2 separate regions of the Nomascus leucogenys genome follow, and region 1 is linked to region 2. Evidence: chromatin contacts called from public Hi-C data. All regions are on one chromosome and are shown on one strand. Each heading gives the region's core, a stretch centred on a gene start, on an enhancer-like site or on the middle of the called end of the contact. The rest is flanking DNA. Distances are from core to core; before and after follow the strand shown.

Evidence for each region. A called contact is a pair of places that touch in the nucleus more often than the background predicts.
Region 1: a contact with region 2 is called in a Hi-C map of a lymphoblastoid cell line, with 2.7 times the contacts expected there. The contact joins two enhancer-like sites. A contact is called at or near these places in 2 of 4 Hi-C or Micro-C datasets (a lymphoblastoid cell line and an unstated tissue).

The regions. Positions count from the first base shown.
Region 1 is chr15:32,287,485-32,294,994 of Asia_NLE_v1, forward strand. No RefSeq gene overlaps it. Among named protein-coding and RNA genes, the nearest start is that of MMP7, 19 kb to the right of the region's middle. Within about 2 kb of position 4,622, the one cell type or tissue checked has an H3K27ac peak away from gene starts, as active enhancers do. A contact at or near this core is called in a lymphoblastoid cell line, where this site is marked.
Region 2 is chr15:32,226,087-32,233,236 of Asia_NLE_v1, forward strand. It overlaps MMP20 (matrix metalloproteinase-20), which reads left to right. Exons shown (of 10, transcript XM_003253046.3): 2 at 484-731; 3 at 5,611-5,759. Among named protein-coding and RNA genes, the nearest start is that of MMP20, 9.0 kb to the left of the region's middle. Within about 2 kb of position 4,160, the one cell type or tissue checked has an H3K27ac peak away from gene starts, as active enhancers do. A contact at or near this core is called in a lymphoblastoid cell line, where this site is marked.

The sequences.
Region 1 (7,510 bases), core at 3,372-5,871, 62 kb after region 2:
GGAGGTTATATGGAGAGAAGCCAGCCATTTAAGCCATTTTAGCTGCCTCAAAAGTCCCAGCCATCCCAAACATCCCAGCCAACCATAGATACCCAAAAGCTAGATAAAATGTTGATTTTAAGCCGCTGTGTTTGGAGTGATTTATTACATAGCAAAAGCTGATACAATAAAATAAGGATTACTAATGTGCATAAAACCTGTTACATGGTAGTAGTTCAATAAATGACTACACAAATAAATATTAAGTGATTTAGTACAATTTAAGCTTGTTGTAGAAAGGAAAAATTATCTCCACCACTGAAAATATTTCCTAGCACATAATAGCCTCCTAATAATTTTTTGAATACATTGACAGAGACTAGTTGCCGTTCTTTCTTACAGCACAGAACTGCTTTAATGTAATGAAGAATATATTTCAAAATCTCTCGAGGGCCTGTAGGGTAACGAGGGAAAGCTTCACTTTTGCCCTCTGAAGGTTTGCTGAAAATGAACTGACAAAAGGCAGATTAATAGGAGAAAAAGTCTTAAAAAATGTATTTAATGTGCATAAGCATGGGAGAATCACGGGAAAATGATTGCCCAATAATCCAATGAGGTCTGGATGCTTATATAGCCTTCTTCATATGGCACGGAGTAAATAATAAAGTTCCTTTGAGCTTGGAGGGAGGTGGTGAGAAGGCAAGGGACAGAACTTCACAGTGAACAAAGGTAGTCTTATTATCCAGTTAAAGCTTCCCAGTTAATCTCCTGGAGCTGCCCTCAGAAGAATAGATGGAAAGTCTGTCTAGGTGTGGTGATGACTCCCAGTATCTCCTCTTCTCTGGTGGTTAATCTTTTCTGGTTATTTCATGTGATTCTTAGGAAGGGTGTTTTAAGACAATTGCAATTCTTCTTGTAAGAAGCTTTCTTAGTCAGAAAAGAAAATTCCACAGAGTCCCTTCTTTCTTCATGAAGAAAAAGGATCAGAGGGACAGGGAGAAAGGGGAAGGTCAGAGAAAGACCTTGGTTCTGAGGCTTATTTCTTTTTTTTTTTTTAATTATACTTTAGGTTTTAGGGTACATGTGCACAATGTGCAGGTTTGTTACATATGTATCCATGTGCCATGTTGATTTCATGCACCCATTAACTCGTCATTTAGCATTAGGTATATCTCCTAATGCTGTCCCTCCCGCCTCCCCCAACCCCACAACAGTCCCCTGAGTGTGATGTTCCCCTTCCTGTGTCCATGAGTTCTCATTGTTCAATTCCCACCTATGAGTGAGAACATGCGGTGTTTGGTTTTTTGTCCTTGCGATAGTTTACTGAGAATGATGCTTTCCAGTCTCATCCATGTCCCTACAAAGGAAATGAACTCATCATTTTTTATGGCTGCATAGTATTCCATGGTGTATATGTGCCACATTTTCTTAATCCAGTCTATCGTTGTTGGACATTTGGGTTGGTTCCAACTCTTTGCTATTGTGAATAGTGCTGAGGCTTATTTCTAAGCTCCTTCAATTTTCTTTAATTCCAAGCACTCAACATGCCAAAGCACCATATTTTGGGGTATCGCTTTCTGTACCCCAAAAGGCCTCACAACCAAATTTTCAATATATCTAGTATTTTTTACTTAGATTTTCTGTTCTTTAAAGGTACACTGTGGTCTAGATCAATGTGAGTTACTAAATCGATATTGTTGGTAATGTCTACTATTGCTATTTTATAATAGGATAGAAAAAGATCATAAAGTATCACCAAAGTTTGAAAAGGAAGTGTTAATGGAAAGGACTGCTTCTTTACCCAGAAAGAGGGTAAGTTTTGAAGAGTGTCTCTGTCTCTCCGAAATAAGATCCAAGGGGAAAAAGAAGTTCAGTAAGATTTCCAGTAACTTCCAGCTATAACACAAAATGGAGGGAGTCAGGATGTTAGAGAAGGCAACTGCTTTGTAAGATTTTACTTTGTTAGATTGGAAACATTAGTAGTTTTCCCAAGCTCATTATCTATGCTATACTTATTTCTGAATAAGAATAAAACCCTTGGCCGGGCGCGGTGGCTCACGCCTGTAATCCCAGCACTTTGGGAGGCTGAGGCGGGTGGATCACGAGGTCAGGAGATCGCGACCACGGTGAAACCCCGTCTCTACTAAAAATACAAAAAAAAATTAGCAGGGCGCTGTGGCGGGCGCCTGTAGTCCCAGCTACTCGGGAGGCTGAGGCAGGAGAATGGCGGGAACCCGGGAGGCGGAGCTTGCAGTGAGCCAAGATCGCGCCACTGCACTCCAGCCTGGGCGACAGAGCAAGAATACGTCTTAAAAAAAAAAAAAAAAAAAAAAAAGAATAAAACCCTTGAAATGAAACAAGCATGTACATTATACATTCTTTTTTGTTTGATTCCTTTTGCTCATCATTATGTCTGAAAGTCTTATTCATATTGCTGCATGTAGGTATAATTCATTCTCACTGTTGTTTAGAATTTAATTGTATGAATATATTACAATTGATTTGTCCATTCTATTGCTAATGGACATCGGGTTGTTTCCCTGCTTTAACTATTGCAAACAGTGCAACTATGAATATTCTTGTATCTATTATTGAAACTCCATGTGGTAGAGAGCTTCTAAAACAGTTAATGGTTCCTTCCTTTGGCTATTCTTGTCCTATGTAATCCCCACCCTTGTGTGTGAAGTGGATGTAGTGATTCATAACAAACAGAATATGGCAAACATGATGGAGCGTTGCTCTCCAAGATTAGTTATTAAAGGCCGTGACCTTGGTCTTGCTGGGGATCTCTCTCTCTCTCTCTTGCTCATTCTCACTCTCACTCTTCTTCCTTGCTTTCTCTGATGAAGCCACTGCCTTGTTTTGAGCTGCCCTATGGAGAGGCTCAGTGGCGAGGAATTGAGGACAGACTTCTGTGAGGACCTGAGGTCATCATTCCAACAACTCATGAAGAGCTGAATCCTGCCAGCAACTTCACTGGTAAGCTTGGAAGTGGATTTTTCCCCAAGCAGGCCTTGAGGTGACCACAGCCCTGGCTGCCTGCAGCCTTGTGAAATATCCTGAGACAGAAGACCCAGCTCATCCACACCGGAACTCCTGACCCACAGAACCTGCAATAATAAATGCTGTTTTGGCTACTACGTTTTGGAGTGATTTATTATTAGATAATTAATATGCATGCATTTGGGAAAGTAAAGGCCTAAGAGTATATGGAAGTGGAATTGTTCCGCCATAATCTATGTATATGTTCAGCTTTAATATATACCACTAAATTGTTTTCAAAAGCAGTCGTTCTCATGTACACTCCCAACAGCAGTGTGTGAGAGTCTTTATTGAGTTCTACTGGATGATCTTTTTTATTGAGCTTTTATTATATGCCAGCCACTAAGTGCCTTACGTGTGTTGTTTCATTTAATCTTCACAACAGTTCAGTGAGGTGAGTATTACTGTTTTCTCCATTTTCAGATTAAGTGAACCTGCCCCTGTCATTTACTAAAAAGAGGCAAGCCAGGATTTGAACCCATGTCCAATGCTCTTAGCCATTAAGCCTCCCCTGAGACAGATTTCAATGCAATTATAGCCACAGAGAAAACACATGTGAAAAATAACCATCATAGCTCACTAAAGGAAGAGCAGCATTTCATCTTGTGCATAAGTTAACCACCAGCACTGCACAGGGCTGATGAGGAGAAGAGGCTTCCAGATGGAGTTAGCAAGGGGAGAAAGATAGGCAATTTGGAAGGAGGGAAAGGATGGCCCAGGCAGGCCAGGAGGTAAAGAATACGCAAGCAAGGTCAAGAGCTCTATGCATTTGGTTCACGCTGCCCTCTGCATTTCCAGCCTCGTGCAGAGATGTCATCCTTAGCAGTGAGTTGTCTAATTTTTCTGGAGCTCTCCCCAGAATAATAAAGACCCCAGGGTCTTAAATGAAGCAGTGATTTTTCCAGATACTTCGCCTTTCCCAGGGGAGAACACTACTCAGTTATCTCTCCTTGGAACTCCTTCTTTTGCTGTTTATTGTTTCTGAGTGGGATTTTTTCCTTTCTTCCTCATTCCGCTGGTGCTTGTCACCACTCTGATGGGAATTCCTCTTAAAATGCCGGCAGTCTCTTTGATAAGCCTCGCCTTGCAGACCTAAGGTAAACTCCTGGAAGGATGCCCTGAACCTCCAGCTGTCTAACCACCTTCCACAACCCACAAGTGGAGTGTTTCTGTGCACAGATCATCGGTTTTCCCCTCTTAAAATATTTGGACCTCCCTTGAGGGAAGAAAACCCTGGGAAACTCAATCTCCCTCTTTGAGATCCAAGACAGGGCCTGGCCTTACTTTTTGGTGGACACTTACCTGAGCCAGCTTAAAGCATTACATTTTAGCTCAAGTGTCTCCAAATTTCCACCTTTGAGGCCACACATTTCTCTAACATTCAAATACAATGACGAAATCCCCCATCCTGACTGCTTCTCTAGTTATCCCCTTCCTGCCAAAGCAACACCAGCACCCAAATCCTTCTGAGAACCCTGCCGTTAGGGGGATGCCTGCATTCTCTCCATTGTGTACATCATCTCCTCTCCAAGCTCCACCCCTGAGCATTGTCATGATTGTCTGTGCTTGTCACCCTTCCTGAGTCTGGAGTTCTTCAATGTGGACACAGCTCCTCCTCAATTCCATCTCACCTCTTCAGCATGTTGATGAGGGCAGCAGGTTTAAGAGGGAGATCAGAGCAGAGGAGAGGAAACCATTTACAAATGAGTATCAGACCTCACTCTTGTAACCTTGCCTGGCCGTTCTCATCTCAATATTGTTTGCTCCTGTTTCTCTTCGTGGGCCCTAGTCCCTCACAGTTGCTGTGGCCTCTTTTCTCTCCTCTTGCATCTCTTCTCCCTTTTCCTAATTCTCCACATTCAGTGACCCTGTAATACTCCTTGGGACCACTGTGAAGAAGAGAAAAGGCCTATTGCTTTATTACATCAATCAATTTTACTTCCTTTGCCTCCATTTCCTATTTCCTGAATCATGACTTTCATGATCCCAAAATGCCATAAATTATATTCTCAAGAGAAAACTGTTCACTCTAGTCTTCCAAATTCAGTGGTAGCCTGGATCTCTGAAATTATTATTTTTTTAACAGCTTCAAAGTTTCCAGTTCTAGTTTCTTAGCTTCTTGGTAAAAGTACCTATGCTTTCCCCTCCCAGTAGTTCGTAGGTAGAAGGAGAATAGTTAGCACTTTAGTCTCCCCGTCTCCTGGGAGGCAAACACAGGGGCTAAGGCTCTTGTTTTATCCTCTTTCATGGGTAACACTGTGAAGGAAGGGCAGGATTTCCAGCCTAACTGTTATAGCCATGAGTGAGAATAATATCAATTGAGAGGTGAGAAGAAAGCGTCAGTGTACAGGGGATGTAGACTGCTAAGCAATGCATTGTGACCAAGCACCACATGCCTGAGACAAAGCAGCTTCAAAGTCTCCCTGGTTATCTGTGAAAACTCCAGACACAAGCAGGATTTTGCAGCTTAAGAGAGCTGCCTACATGTTCTCTGGACTCCATTAGAGCTGCTATGGTCAACGTGCTATTCTAAGGGATTCATGCTTCACTCCCAGAAGGGCCCTTGATGACATCTGTCCCACTTTCTTGCATCATTCATCAGGCAGTGAAAGTTAAATAACATGTCTGTGATCCCACAGCTTCTCAAATAGAATTCTAAAACTCAGACCCAGCGTATGTTCCTAGAACCCAAAAGTAAAAAGGCGAATTGCTAGATGGGTGGAGACTGGCGGAAGGTGGCAGTGGCTACAGCAGGAGCTCACAACGTTAGGCAGTTAGTTATGTGGTTCTGTTATTTGTCCTCCTTTACCTTTCCGATGATACACACCTTATTAATACGTCACTGGCTATGGGGTCTGTAATCAGGCCAGTAAGAGCTATGTGATTTGGAACAAATTATTTACTTATCTAAGCCTCAGTTTTCCCAACTGCAAAATGGGAATAATAATTATAGAATTAATGTTATGAGAATTGAGATAATCTAGATAAAGATCTTAGCACAATGTCTAGTTCATCAAAAGCAATCATTTAATAATTGGTATAATATTAGAATAATTTGTATTTTTATGTTGCATCGAAATCCCTAAGGACCTGCCCCATGTGGTGGTGCTATCCATCTTGTTACTTGGTGCCAGGTAATAAGAAATCTGGGTTTTAGTCCAGGTCTCCTGCTGATAAGGAGGAGATAAGCTCTGTGTTCTTGGATGACTTGCTGCATCTTTTCAGATGGACTAAAACTCAGTCTGCATTTTATAATCACCATGTGCCAGAAATTCTAAACAATATCATCGACAAAATCTTCCTTCCCCACTAATCGCATATAGGTCTATGCTCTAAACAAATGCTGAAGTGACTGTTGAATTTTGCTAATATATATGTATATTTCAAACTAGCACATATTTATCACTTAGTAGATATTGTGTCCCACATGGAAGTTAGTTTGGAGGACTTCTAGGTGTTCAGTTAGCCTCGGACAAATGAGGACTGAGCTGCACACACATCCTTTGAATGTGTGACCGTAATGGCTTCTGTTCGCTCTGGCACAATTTGTTCTGCCAATTCCTGTGCACTACACATGCCTGCATTTAAACAGTTGATTCAAAATTAACAATAGAAGCATGGGATTATAAAGATGGGAAAACAGATCTTGAATTTCACCAATTTTGCCATTGTCTGTGACACATAGAGCTTTTATTTGTATTTAAAATTTTTCAATTGTAGAGATACACGAAAATTGCATGATAGCATTGTAATTTCCAGAATTGAGGCACAGTGGGATTTATTACGACTTTGACAAATTTAATCTTATGTTAAAGACTTTTCTTAATTATTTATATATTACTTATTCCATGTGAAGAAACTTTTCAAAATTAAAATTAATAAAAAGTGTGTTCTTCAATTAACCATGAGTCTAAATAGATACACTGTTTAACATAAATATGTAAAGATCAATTATGATGAAATTCAGACTCAAAAATAAAAACTGTAACATTATTTATTACTATGATGATTGCTAGGGGGCATACATTTTTTCCTTTTTTCAACATTAATATAATTTTCCCTTTTGTACTTGAATATGTATTTTATTTTCTATTTGTTTTCCTAGCATGCTTATCTATAAAATGTTCAGTAACTGAAAATTTTGCTTTCTGCATTCTTTTTCAGTTTATATATATTTTTTGAGACAGGGTCTTGCTCTGTCTAATTTTTGTATTTTTAGTAGAGATGGGGTCTCCCTATGTTGCCCAGGCTGCTATCGAAGTTCTGGTCTCAAGCAATCCTCCCACCTCAGCCTCCCAAAGTGCTGCAATTAGATGATGGGCCATCCCACCAAGCCAATAACTTCCTGATTATTATAGGAAATAACTTTGTTGTGTAGAGAATGAGCTGTCAAAAGATGGTCCAATCCATGGGCCGTATACGCTAGGTTTGCTGCGGCCTCTGCCAAACAGAAGTAAAGGGATTGGACTGGTTCCAGGATTGAAAAGGA
Region 2 (7,150 bases), core at 2,910-5,409:
AACAACTGGTTATAAAAATTATGCAGGTTCATAGTAAAAAAAAAAAGTAAAAACCCTAGCTTTAAAAATATATCATCTTAACTCCATTATTAAGGTTTAACCACTGTTAGTCCCTTAGACTGTATCTTTCGTAATACTTTTCTATGATTCAGGGCCAGGATTAATTATTAAATTAATTATTAATTATTTATTAATTACTTAATTTTAATTATAATTAATAATTAATTATTAATACATTATTAATTAATTATTAAAAGGAAATAATTAAATAATCTATAATCCCCACTACCCAAAACCAATCATCGTTAGTAATTTGGAGTATAGCTAAGCTTTATGTATACAGATATGCCTACTTTTTTCATAAATGGGAAAATACTCTACACACTGCTTTTAATACATCAGGAATGCTGTCTCCTGCCTTACCTGAGCATGAGTATTTCCCAGACTACGCTGTAGACGCGTCAGCCTGCCTCTCCATTTCAGGCGTATCTTGACACATATTACACAAATAAAGAAGGGCACCAGACTGGTGAGATGGTTGCAAGAGGAGGCAATTCCATGATAAGGAAGATTAAGGAGCTACAAGCGTTCTTTGGCCTCCAAGTCACCGGGAAGTTAGACCAGACCACAATGAACGTGATCAAGAAGCCTCGCTGTGGAGTTCCTGATGTGGCCAATTATCGCCTCTTCCCTGGTGAACCCAAATGGAAAAAAAATACTTTGACGTACAGGTAATGAGATCAAGTCTTTCCAAATTCAGAGAAAAACACCCCCTCTCTCTTTTTCCCTTTTCTTGAAAAAATATCTTCTTTCTCATCTGTATAAAAATCCTGACACCTCACAACCATAAGAAAGAATAAGAACTTTTTACACGCATCTGTCAGGCAATGACAATGGGCAATTCACCAGAAAATATGGTCTTAGGATTGTCATAATGACTGGCTATTTTAGGCATTCCAAACAATTTTACCAGTTAGAAACAACACAATTATCTTTAATCTAGTCTAGGATTAATGACCTGGCAGTACAAACCAGTTTTCTTAAAACAACCTGCTTAATGAGAAAGAAAAAAATAACCTACTAATAAAGTAATTTATTTCATTGATTCCAAAAATCTTTTATTGATGATTCAAGAAATGCATTCCATTTGAGGGATATAAAGGTAAAGGGGTCGACTTTCTTGACGTTAGGGAACTCACAGTCCTTTAAGGAGAGACAGACATGCAGACAGACAGCTGTAGCTTTGTGTGAAAAGCGTAAAAGCATAGCTCTAAGCAGTGAACTGTGGGATCACAGTTCACATTGACAGAGCTACCAAGTGGCCCAGGGACCAGCAGTAACATCTGAGCCTGATTCGAAGGCAAAGCAGAAGCAGTTCCACTCCTAGCCCGAAGCTCCCCTCACTCCCTCCCTGCCCTCTTTCTTCCCTCCCCTAATCCTCTGGCTTCATCCCTTGTAAACTAAGGGGACACACCCAACCAGAACCTCCGTCCCTCCCTGCTGTGCTCAGGGTACAGAGTCTGGAATTCCCTCTCCCAGAGCCAGACCTGATTCTGGGAGCCAGCGCAGACTTCCTCCCCAGGTTGGTCCAACCAAGGGCAAACTATGTATGGTACCTGCCCCTCAGCCTGAGGTAGGGGTGGATGGTGCCTGCCTGCGTGGGCCTCATGCATGACAGATGGGTGCAGGTCAGAAAAGAAGAGTGGCCTCCACTCTTTGTGGTCCTGCCCCAGGCCTTGCACATATAAGGAGTTTCCTAAGAAGAAAACCAGAGCAAGCATGTAGCAGCAGAGAGTGGACAGACTGGTATGTTGATGGGCAGCATTCCCACCACCAGTGCCTAGTGCATGCGGCTGCAGCAGAGGGTGCAGGAAGGGCAATGGCAAAGAAATGAGCTGGAGGGGCAGCCTGAAGGGCAACTAGAGCGTGATGTCAAGGAGTTTGGACTTTATCCCCAGGGTAGTGGAGAGCCAGGCCAGGACCAGGATCAGATTTCGCTTTTAGGATGAGCACATCTAGATGATAACTGGAGATGGGGAAAGGCTGGACTCCTGCAATAGTCCAAGCAGTGGTGTGCTAGAGCTGCCTCCTAATAGCTCACAGAAGCCAATCCTTAAAATGTCAGGAATTTTACAGCCACTTATTAAGCTCCCAAGAATTTTGTGAGCTGGTTGCTAAGACAGCCATTGTTAAATTATGTAAATTTACAATTAAATAAAACATATTAAATTATATTAAATAAATTATATTATATTAAATATATTATATTAAATAATTATATTATTTCATATTTATATTTATTTATTATTAAAATATATTATTTTGTAGTAATAAAATACTATTTATTAATAATATATTATTAAAATATATTATTTTATAATAATGAAATATATTATTTATTATTATATGTTATATTATTTAATATGTATAGTTAACAAATTTTATTAAATACACTATATTAAATAATTACATTAATATAATAAATTATATTAAAAACAAAGGTAATAAAAACATATTGCCTCCTATTTCACTACATTTTGTTATTTTCTCTGTTCATGAGGCTATGTACTCCTGTATAATCTGGGTGGTTCATTCATGCTCATCTCTTCACAACCTGGCATTCAGTGATGGTAAATTGGTAGCTTGAATTAGCCATAGTGAGAATATTTACAACACAGAAATCAGCAAGTCATACAAATCAAGTGGGTTTTTTTTTTTCTCCTTGTAGAGCCACTTGTTAAACTGTTCCAGCACACCAGTGAGTCCATTTGATCAAATGAGGGGCCAGAACACAGGGAACAGTCATGAATCCCCTAGGCCACTTGTTACCTGCCATCAGCCAATAAACCCATAAGGTGGCAGGCTCAACAAAAAAATCAAAGCAACTGGGGGAGAAAAACCTCATAGGGAGTTGAACACAAAAGTGATTCTGAAATAGCAGGAATAAGGCAAGAAAAATGTGTATGCATCAACAGAGTCTTTTCATAGTTTTCTTAAAGTAAACTGTGTTCTGGAATTTTAGTATGTACAACAAAGGCAAGAAGCATGGCTCAAGATAATGTGATGCTTAGGGAAGTATAACATTCTTGCAAGAAGCTGGACAGTCTTAAAAACCCCTCAAAACACACATTGCCTATCCAGTCTTGCTCTGCAACCACCCCACCATCCCCTCCCCATGAAAAAAGGACACTAAATGCTATCACAGTACTCTGCCTGTGTAGCTACCGACTTTCAGAATAACTTCTTACAACATAACCCAGAGAATTACAAAAGGAAAAAAGATACAGCATAGTGCTTATATGCATAAGCTTTGGAGTCAGACAGAACCGGGCTCAAACCTGACTAATCATAACATGTAGATGATGATGATGATCTTCGTCTTACGGATCGTAGTGAGGATTAGATAAATGCCACATTAAAAAGTGCATGCAGCAACAGCACATAGTATGACTTCAAAGAATATTAGCTAGTATTACTATTGCTTTATCAAGCTCCAGACCCTGAGTCGGGGATTTTTGCACGTTCTCTTCTTCTCTGGTGCTATCCCTCTCTCCTTCCTTGTCTTCTCCAGGCCAACACACACAGTCAGCTCAAAGATATGGCTGACTTACCAAAAATGCGAGGGCATGTCAAAGTACTAAGTCTACCTAGTTGTGATAAATTGCAGACTCATACTGTGCAGTGGGCTTGGCATATTTTGAAAGCATTAAATAATCCCTTTAAGGGTCTTTCTGGTTTCCCCCTTCAGATCTATAGGTCTCTTCTTTTGGCCCCAACTACTGGGGTTAAAGAGCTCCTTGTTCCTTCCCTCTCAAGTCCTGAATTGAGCTATTTGCTATCCTTTCTGTGGGCACAGTCCTTTCATTTGGGACCCTAGGATTACTGCTGTTGACTTCTCATTGAAATTGCACTATCTGCATTATAATAACCTAAGATGCCTTTCAAAACACAGATTTCTGGACCATACCTGTATTTTTAACAAGCTTCCTAGGTAATTATCACAGGTCCTAAACTTCGAGAGCCACTGAGTGGGCCCTAAAACAGCTAGATTTAATTCTTTAATTCATTCATTTATTTATCAAGCAATTGCTAAGCATCTGCTATGTGCCAGGCACTAGACTAGGAGCTATAGAGAGAGAGAGAAAGCAGGGCCGGTCCCTGCTCGTGGGGTTGGCTCTCACAGACACAGCTTCTCACTTTGCATCATATTCCAGCCCAGCCCAAGGTCTCAGGTAGAAGTGGCCCTCCCTGACTTTCCTTTGTGTGCTGCCAGAAATCCCCAGACCCTGGGCTTCAGAGCAGAAAGTTCTAACAATCACAAACTCTGACTCCACCCACAGTCCAAAAAGCACTACATTTTTCTGCCTTCAGGTGTCATTGTCACACCAGTAATTGCTGAAAGGCTCACCGTTTTTTCAGTTCCAGTGAGCCTCCGTTTTTAAAGCTAGCCCTTCCTCTTTAAGAGTGTATTATTTTGGGCTGGGGGTAGTGGCTCACGCCTGTAATCGGAGCACTTTGGGAGGCTGAGGAGGGTGGATCACCTGAGGTCAGCAGTTCAAGATCAGCCTGGCCAACATGATGAAACCCTGTCTCCACCAAAAATATGAAAATTAGCCCGGCGTGGTGGCAGGCGCCTATAATCCCAGCTACTCAGGAGGCTGAGGCAGGAGAATCAATTGAACCTGGGAGGCAGTGGTTGCAGTGAGCAGAGATCATGCCATTGCACTCCAGCCTGGGCGACAAGAGCAAAACTCCATCTCAAAAAAAAAAAAAAAAAAGAAAGAAAGAAAGAAAAGAAAAAGAAAAAAGAATAGAATGCATTATTCTGAGGGGAAAAAAAACCTTTCCCAACAGCCCTGGGGAAATCCTGATGAGCTTTGAATAAGAATTAGCAAAACCACAAAACTCCACATTTCTATTTTTTATAATTGAAAACATCCAGTCCCTTTGGGGAAAAAGAGGTCCTCTCTCAATGAAAACGACTTGAAGAAAAATTGACTACTTACTACCTGTGACATTTCACAAGTTTTATTTATCTTATTTATTTAATTATTTTTGAGTGAAGTCTCTGTTACCCAGGCTGGAGTGCAGTCACCCAGTCTCGGCTCACTGCAACCTCCACTTCCCAGGTTGAATTGATTCTTCTGCCTCAGCCTCCCAAGTAACTGGGACTACAGGTTTGCACCACTATGCCCAACTAATTTTTGTATTTTTAGTAGAGACAGGGTTTCACCATCTTGGCTAGGCTGATCTCGAACTCTTGACCTCAAGTGATCCTCCCACCTCGGCCTTCCAAAGCGCTGGGATTACAGACGTGAGCCACTGCGCCCGGCCACAAATTTTCTTTTAAGTCGGTGGTAGTACAATAACAATGAAAGCTAAATGGTTTCAGTACCGGATTATCCCAACTGTCTCTCATCTCTCCCTTTCATTTGTCTTGTTGTTTCATATGCAGAAATTTAACATATAATAAAGCAAAATAAGAATTATTATTTCAGAGAAAAATCTAAATTGTAGATTTATATTTAACATTTTTTGAATACAACATATAATTCTTGCCTCCTTCGGAGCAGTTACTGAAAAGAAAACATGTTCCTTCCATTTTCACAGAATATCTAAATACACACCTTCCATGAGTCCTGTCGAGGTGGACAAAGCAGTGGAGATGGCCTTGCAGGCCTGGAGTAGCGCCGCCCCTCTGAGCTTTGTCAGAATAAACTCAGGAGAAGCGGATATTATGATATCTTTTGAAAATGGAGGTATTGTGGTACTTGGATTCCATCTACTAATTCAAAGGAGAGTTGTCCCAGTACTGTTCCTTTTACATCTTTAATTCGAGTGATCACACACTCCTCCTTCACGCAGTGCTGTGATGGGCCAAGGCCAAGACCATGGCAAAGCCATGATCTTCATCTGGCCGGGAAATAGAACCAAAGGAGTTCTTAGCATGTCTTGTCATCATCAGACACAGCTGTAGATTCACTGTAACAAACTTTCATTATGACTTTGCCACACTAGGGGACAAATTCTTGCAGATTTTGCTTTCCCGTTAGCCACATGACCTCATCCATTCCCATGATAGTGTTTATCACTTATATACCCCCTTCTATATTAGCCAAGGATATCCCACCGTGAATCCTCACTGAAGGAAATACCTTCCACAGTGACCTTGATGCAGCTTTCCCCCTGCAGCAATGGTTAGGAAAGTGTCATTTCTGTCTTGCCCACACTTGCAGACCACCTTTTGGGAGATATGCAAGAGGTCTGCCTCCAGCTTTCCCACTTCTTCTCCATTCCATTGCTCACCCTGGTAAGGAGTAGAGGCGTAAGTTTGCGCAGGGAGTGGTGAGAGCTCTGAGCCCTTTTCAGGGAAGCAAGTCTAGGAAATAGATTAAAGGGAGGGCCAAACGGCTCATGGAATTTCTTTTCCTTCTCAGCTTCCTAATAGTCAGGGTGAAAGCTACTACCTATTCCCCTCCTCAGATAACATTTCTAAGTGTCCTTGTCATTTCAAGTCCAGATCTTAATTTTAATCTGATGTCACTGGAGGGAAAACATGCTTAGGAGCTAGGAGAGAGAAGATCAAGCAAGTCCTGAGAATGGAGCCTTTAGAAATGGCCCTGGGTGTGACCTGGCCCAGGGCAGGTCCTAGTCCTCCCAGAAGACAAAGGCCACCCCTGGTGAAGTGGCAGGGAGGGCAGTGTGACTCGGGTAGCTTTGAAGGCCAAGGAATGAATGTCTGGCTCTCTCTTGATCTTTCAAGCTTGCAGTCTGTCCCCTAATACACAAGCCAACCAGGGACTGTTCTGCCATTGCATGAAGTCCTCGGTGTGTGCACCTGAGTAGACTGCATTTCACTGAAACCTGAGAAATGGCATACCAGAACTTTGTTCTGTTGGCCTTAAAAAAAAAAAACAAACTAAAACTGCGTATCCTTACTAAGATTTTTTTAAGTGGTAAACTATATCCCTCATTTTGTTCTTCCTCCTCCTTTTCTATTAAATTTGTAATGAATTGTTAATTGAAATAGATAATTAAACAAAAACTTAAAAAAGCTTTAAAAGTTAGGATTTTATAAATACCTTTACGACTTTCATATGTTTTCCACATGAAAGTATGTCAAAATTACAGAGAGATTTTTGACACTTCC